2 separate regions of the Mus musculus genome follow, and region 1 is linked to region 2. A link is a contact called in public HiChIP or PLAC-seq data. All regions are on one chromosome and are shown on one strand. The core of a region is the stretch at or near the end of the contact, and the rest is flanking DNA. Distances in the headings are between cores, read along the strand shown.

The links. HiChIP or PLAC-seq counts read pairs in DNA pulled down with a chosen protein or histone mark.
Region 1: a contact with region 2 is called in an H3K4me3 HiChIP or PLAC-seq map of bone marrow-derived macrophages, with 6 times the contacts expected there. The contact joins the promoter of Iqgap2 here to the enhancer-like site in region 2. A contact is called at or near these places in 7 of 39 promoter capture datasets (cranial neural crest, hematopoietic stem and progenitor cells, hippocampal neurons and 3 more), 25 of 484 Hi-C or Micro-C datasets (CD4 T cells, ECoMG-derived neutrophils, bone marrow-derived macrophages and 15 more), 13 of 115 datasets of contacts at active chromatin or transcription factors (the HPC-7 cell line, bone marrow-derived macrophages, embryonic forebrain and 8 more) and 5 of 9 other capture datasets (adipose tissue, bone marrow-derived macrophages, liver and 2 more).

Annotation. Positions count from the first base shown.
Region 1 is chr13:95,890,065-95,893,575 of GRCm38.p6, forward strand. It overlaps Iqgap2 (IQ motif containing GTPase activating protein 2), which reads right to left and starts at 1,858. Exons shown (of 36, transcript NM_027711.1): 1 at 1,600-1,858. The coding sequence starts at 1,645.
Region 2 is chr13:95,843,225-95,846,756 of GRCm38.p6, forward strand. The region is part of intron 1 of Iqgap2 (IQ motif containing GTPase activating protein 2); the gene reads right to left. Among named protein-coding and RNA genes, the nearest start is that of Iqgap2, 47 kb to the right of the region's middle. Within about 2 kb of position 1,882, at least 21 of the 459 cell types and tissues checked have an H3K27ac peak or open chromatin away from gene starts, as enhancers often do. A contact at or near this core is called in ECoMG-derived neutrophils, bone marrow-derived macrophages, hematopoietic stem and progenitor cells and 3 more, where this site is marked.

The DNA of each region.
Region 1 (3,511 bases), core at 608-3,107, 47 kb after region 2:
ACAGGCTGGTTCAATAAAAATCAGGCATCATATCAGATGCCCATGCAGGGGCTAATGGAAATGCTGCATTCCTGATCCACATTCATCCCCTTCACATTGTGCATAAAACGGGGATAACGCAGACCGTGTGATGTCAAACCATCTTGTAATGTGTGCTCGCCTAGTTACAGATCTTTTAGTCATCTTAACAGCGCAACACGGTGAAGTCACCCTCTGTCCCAAGAGCTTGTCACAGGAAAGGACTCCCAAAGACCTGAGGTTGACACTGCAAGCACCAGATGAGCACAGGGCTCCTCCTCCAGCCCCAGGAGCTCTCTGAGTGGTTTATCCACTGCAAACTGGGCAGGCTGCAAGCAAAATGCTGGGTGGCTGAATGCATTTTCTCACTTTACAGAAACTGCAGCTGGCTCCTTGCTGTCACAAGGAAAAAACAAACCTCTCACCTCTGACAGTCCCTTCCAAGACTGGGATGTGTGTGTGTGTGTGTGTGTGTGTGTGTGTGTGTGTGTGTGTGTGTGTGTGTGTGTGTGTGTGTGTGAGAGAGAGAGAGAGAGAGAGAGAGAGAGAGAGAGAGAGAGAGAGAGAGAGACTGACTGACTGACTTAGGGAAGTTGGCGACCCTCTTCCAAAAATTTCATCCGTGCTCCTACCAAACACCACAAACCACATGAACACACTAACTCTGTTGCAGTTGTCACCACCTTAACCTAAACCTGGTACTGCGTCTAACAAGACCAGTCCAAGCAAAAGATTAACCCATGGTTCGTGGCCATGCGTTTGTCGACAGGGCCAACCCGGGAGAAGAAGCCAGCGTTCTGTTTGTTTTAAAGGAAATACTTCCTAGCGCATATTTAGGACTCTGAACTCTGCACAAGGGGCCACGTGGTTGGCGATAATCTGGCTCCCTCTTGTTAGTCAAAGCCACCTCTTTCCGCCGCCGGCAGCCCGGGGCTGGGTAACCGACACCGTCACTTTCAATCAGACCGGCTCAGAGTCTGTCCTTACAGAAATCCTCCCGCGCAGGAGATCGGGGGCGGGGAGAGCCACCGGGAAAGTGGCTGGGGGCGGTACGTGTCCCTGGAGGCCTTGGCTGGAAGGGCCTCACACCTGTGGGGCCTAAGTGGCTCTAGCTGCTCAGGTGAGGCCCAAAAGAGACTAGTAGGAGAAGCCTGCCCTTCCAGGAAAGTGCCTTCACCTCTCGCAGAGCGCGCGGGCACAGGAGCTGCGCTGCCCACCTGTAGCGACAGCAAACAAACTTTCCGCCCCTTTTGGGTGGGAAGCATCGGATCCCCTACGCCACCCTCTGGCTCGAGCCGGCAGCGCCCAAAGCAAGGCGGGCTCCTCACCTGATACCCCTAAACCACAACCTGATCTGCACCAGAGCTGCTGAGGCTTGCGAGGTGGAGGGACTTAGCTGGAAGCTGCAATTAGGAATTTGGAAGAAAGGGGCTTGGAAATCCGCGCCCTGCTCCTTTGCAATTCCAATTCTCAACTTTGCCAGCCGCTGCCCTCCGCAGCGCGCCCTCAAGCCCCTCGGCCTCCCCAACGCCGTCCCAGGGAGAGGGGCGCCCCGAGATCAACGGGAGCCCGAACACTCACAGCCGTAGCGGGGCCGTTGCAACGACGGCAGCTCTTCGTGCGGCATCCTGCGCTGCTCTGGGGGCCCTCCCGGGGAGCGCCCCCCGTGGTTTCCCTCGCTGGCCAGGCTCGCGGGCTCCGCGCCCGGCGGGCGCGCTCCGATCCCACCTCTGGGCTGCCCTCGCCCGGCTTCTCGGAGCTGACCGCTCCGCTCCCTCGGTGCTCCTTCACTCGCGCCTGCGGCGGCCGCGTCTCGCTGACACCGGGGCAAAAGTGAACTATCTCCTCCCTCGCTCGCTCGCTCGTTCGCCCGCCCGCCCGCCCGCCCGCCCGCGGGCCGTACCGCCTCCCCCAGCAGGTTTCCTTTCTCCTCCCGCCCGGCCCCGTTATTCACCGCGGTGGGAGCGCGCCGCCGTGCAGCGACCCCTACTGGCCGCACAGCGCAGCGCCCGGTTGCGAGGACCCGCCTCCCGCGAGAGGAAGGGGCTGAGAGGCACCCTGGACCCCTGCAGCTGGAGCCCAGCGCACAGATGGAGGGCGACTTGGAGCATCCGGAGGGTGGAAGTGAACCAGCGCAGGGAAGAGCAAGAAAAACCACAGCAGACCACAGGCACCCAGTTCGCCTGGGTGTTGCTCAGTGACTGAGAGACAAACATTGCAGTTCCTTTTCCTCTAGAGAGATTGCACGGGGACAACCCTCACACACTCACCTCCCCACCCCACCCCCGAGCCCCGCGAGCGCCTGCTTCTCGCATTTAGGGGTATAAACGAAAGTTGTTTATGACTTTTGGCTTACGAGACACAGGATTCCCCTTTCTTGACAAGAAACGGTAAGGGTGAGCTCGTGCGCGGGCTGCAGGAGCAAGATTAACAGCCTCCAAACAACACTCAGAACACAACTGCCAGTCATCCGCCCACCCCTCTGCCAGCCCGCCCCCAATGTGCAAAACTGTCGCTCAGGCCCAGCCGGGGTCGCACAACCACAAACCCCTTTCCGGCTCAGCTTTTGAGACAGAAACCACAAGTAGCTGTTTTAAAAGCACGGTTTTCATGCGGTTGCTTGGAGCCTGGAGGAATGTGGGAGCCCCCCCCCCCCAAACATGGGCCACTGCTTTTTCACAAACGTGGGGCATGTGGGTGATCACATGACTGAAAAAAAATCATCAAAAGAGAGGGTCATAAGAGATGATTTAGCCGAAGAAAGGTGGTCTAGCGACACTAGTCACCTTTAATTAAGCAAATCTACAGAGAGCAGCCAGCTGCTTTCTGGGAGACACAATGAACTCTTGAAACTTGAAATTCAGACTCTTGGACCCCGCCCCGCCTCCAGTTCCGTTGGTCTGAGTTGAGGCTCATGAACTTGCGTTTCTCACAAGTGGTCAGTGAAGCTGAAGTTGTGCCAGCCTATGAGTTAGGTGCACAGGAAGAGGGAAGTCTCATCAGATGAGAGCGAGAGGATTCCCCACCCCCACCCCTAGAGACATTGGATTCTCACCCTGTTGGAATGGGATGAAAGGGATTTTCCTCCCCACAAAAGTAGATGCTTCTAATGCTATGGCCACAGGTCAGCAATACTCATCCTGTGACCAGCCTGTCAGCCAGGCTTCTTCCATGTCTCAGAGACGCCATGTTGGACTCTAAAACGCACTGCGTATTCTGTGCATCAAAGATGAACTCCTCACACATCAGTTCTCAGGATGAACACCAGGATGCAGGGCCTCAAGAAGTAGATGGTCTATGTGAGGAGAGGTGGGAGGAAATCGCTGTAAACCACAATGGCCTGAGAAGGTGGTATGATTTCAAAGTGTGGTGTCAGGTGGAGTTTGAAAATAGGCAAGAGTTGGGTGGAGAACATCCTATCCTAAGAGACAGGCAAGGATGGGAGCCATGAGCTGGAACCTGAGCTTGGGCTGGGAACCTATTACTAAGCAGC
Region 2 (3,532 bases), core at 632-3,131:
CCACAGTTGTTACCAAGACAACAATGTCACCACAGAACTCAAGGCACAGGTAGTTTAAATAGCTCTAGGGCTCCTTTCTCTTGAATTAAAAAAAAAAAAAAAAGTTGATTATCCATGATTTCTTCTAAGGGGCATCTTCAATCACTGCCCCAAACACCCCAAGAAACATGACTTTGTAGAGGAGAGTTTCCTCCAGTTTTAGCAAGTCACTACTAATGCCAACTGGCTGGCTAGCTTAGTTGATTAGAGAATGGCGCTAAGGAGAACAAAATGCCAAAATCGGCTGATACAGGCTCAGAGATGGAAGCAATTACATTCTATGGCAATCCCGTGAGGAGAGCTTGCACAGAGGCATAAGAAACTACAAAAAAGAGCTGCATGGAAATAGAAGCATAAGACGGGGGTTGGGGGGGGGGGGCGAGTCCAGTGCCAAGAACACTCACACAATGCAACGTAAAACTAGCCCAAGACCTACCCTTTGATAAGGTGCGGCCACTGTTTAACTGCCACTCCCCACTACCTGCTCCCTTCACACAGGTACCACGGCCACCATATCCTGTGTCAATCCATTCATCTGTCCACAAATATTTCAGTGGCTGCTTGGTGCCAGCCAGTTCAGACAAAATGTATGACTCACAAGGTCTCTTCTGGAATTTTTATTACAGTTACACAACCAAGATTTGGCACCAGGACAAGGAGCTTGGGTTTGGGAAACACACTCAAGGGAGGGTTGGCATGAGTGTCCCCAACCGTGGCTGGCTTCATAAGATGGTATTATTTGGGTTGTACGCCTTTAAGGAAAATCAGATTAGAAGTCTGATAGGAATAATCAATTCGGAGACATACACCCACCATTTAGTATTTTAAGTACACATTGTTATTCTGTGTGACTCAAAATTCTCTACTGAGAATCCTAAATATCCTCAGGTATGTAATTCAGTTGGGTGTGGAACCAAATTCTATGGTTGTATTGCCTTAAAGGGAACACCTAAATAAATAAGACCCACTCTCAGGACTTAAGGACTGTTCATAGGCTGTGGGATGCACTGGTACCCAAGGAAGACACTAGAAGAGACTCGGGGCAGAGGCAGGAGGATGGAATTAAAGGATAACAGAACCAAAAGACTAAGGTTTGAAGAACGCTGACATTAAGGACATATTAAGGAAACAAGACCCAAGGAAAATTCTGGTTCCATGTCAGCTGCTTGAAGCCTTCCATGGCTACTTAAACTCTAAAGGACCCCATAATCAAACTTCCCTAAACTGGATTTCCTTTAAAAAAAAAAAAAAAAAAAAAAAACAAGCCTGAGTTAGAAGTTGTTGTTAGCAACCCTATACGTATTCTCAGCCACTCTTAGAGTATAAGGCAATATTGCAAGTGTTTGGGCCCCTGGAGGCTGCATCAAGTCACAGAGATGCTGAGCAGACAGCTGCCCCAGGTGCTTCTATCTCCCGACCAAGGGCCAAGGAAACAACAGGTACTTAGTGAGAACTGCTTGACTTGAAGGCATGGGCATCAGGTCCATCCAATCCTCACGCTACCAAGTCTGCCACCCAAAGTACAGTCATCTTTGTCATCTTCTGAGGAAAAGGGAACTTCATTTAGAACAGTTCCTTGGATTTCTCCCCATCACACACCTCTAAGATCCTTCCAAAGCCGGAAACCAACACATAACCCAGGGCCATTCGGGTTAGGCAAAGCTGTAAACGTCTCTAGACCCATATTGTTATAGAAAAAAACAAAAACAGAAAAAAAAAAACCTCCTAAATCTTCATATTTAGCACTGGGGGAATTTCTGAGATGTGGCAAAACCAGGCAATGAGGGTAAGCTACCAGTACAAAAGCTTTAAACAAGTGTCACAATCATTTGAGTGTCACCAGGGTTGACAAGTATTAAGAAACATCTATGTCACATCAAAACAGGAAAATGGAATAGGAAATAGGTCCGGCCTTAGGAAAATTACCAAACCTTTCCTGTCAATCAGCTTATACTGTACAAGATCCACAGGGGAGCCGGGCATTCTGATAGCAAATGCCTGCAATTCCAGCAACTCAGAGCTGAGGTGGAAAGATCGTGAGCTACATAGTGAGCCCAAGGTTGGCCTGGGGTACATAGCAAGACCCTATAAATAAAACAGAGAGAGGGAGACAGACAGAGAGAGAGACAGAGAGAGAGAGAGAGAAACAGAAACAGAGAAACAAGAACAGAGAAACAGAAACAGAAAGGCAGAGAGAATATGCTAAGGGGTAAGGGACAGAAAAAAAGAGACAGAAACACACAGAGAGGGAGAGAGGGTTCTTAGATCCCACTCACACAGACATATTGTGAACATTACACTTGAGTGCTCAGGTCTGAACGGCACCTTTTTGGAGCAGGAAATCATTGCTAATTCTCACAGACCAAAGGAAAATCCATTCAGTCCATTATAAACTTAAAACAGGAATCTCAGGGCCTAGCAAACACAGAAGTGGATGCTCATAGTCAGCTATTGGATGGATCACAGAGCTCCCAATGGAGGAGCTAGAGAAAGTACCCAAGGAGCTAAAGGGATCTGCAGCCCTATAGGTGGAACAACATTATGAACTAACCAGTACCCTGGAGCTCTTGACTCTAGCTGCATATGTATCAAAAGATGGCCTAGTCAGCCATCACTGGAAAGAGAGGCCCATTGGACACACAAACTTTTTTTTTGCCCCAGTACAGGGGAACGCCAGGGCCAAAAAAATGGGAATGGGTGGGTAGGGAAGGGGGGGGGAGGGTATGGGGGACTTTTGGGATAGCATTGGAAATTTAATTGAGGAAAATACGTAATAAAAAATATTAAAAATTAAAAAAACAAAACAAAACAAAAACAAAAAAAAAAAAAAAAAAACCAGGAATCTCTAACTGCTCCAGAATTGAGATACCCAGTGCAGATCACGCTGGGACGAGAAACGGAATCCTGGGATTTCGCTCAGTTATGGAGAACAAAAGTCAATGATTCCTAGATTTGGTGTTATTAATTTTTATTTGCAAAATGGTAATTTTTCAAGAACTGTTTTAGAAACCATATCACCACCTGCTGCCAGGAAGGCCCATCCCCCACATTTCTCACAGATCTCAGTGAGGAAGAGGAGAGTGTTAAGTTTCCAGGAGCGAAGTTGAGACTCCAATGGTAGAGGGCAATTTTTAAATCTGTTGCTACTGTTTCTAAACAATGGGAAGGAACTTAGCTCACTTCCACTCGGTATGAGCCCCATGCTCACGGGTTTCACTGTAAAAGGTCTCAAATTACTTAGATCCAGTCCTAAGGTGATGCACACTATTCTCTATAAATAACGAATAAAGGCCTGAAGGTCAAGGTCGACTCAACTTTAACGTCCTGTGAGAATGAGGCAACACCAGAATAGCCTTCCTAAGTTAAATATCAATGGTCTCCTGAGCTGATCCCAAGGAAGTCACTAACCAGTACCTCTTCTCTCAGAAGCCAACATCTGCTGGCCATGGTGCTACAACCAGCTTTGGGGAAATAGAGACAGGAGGATTCTGAG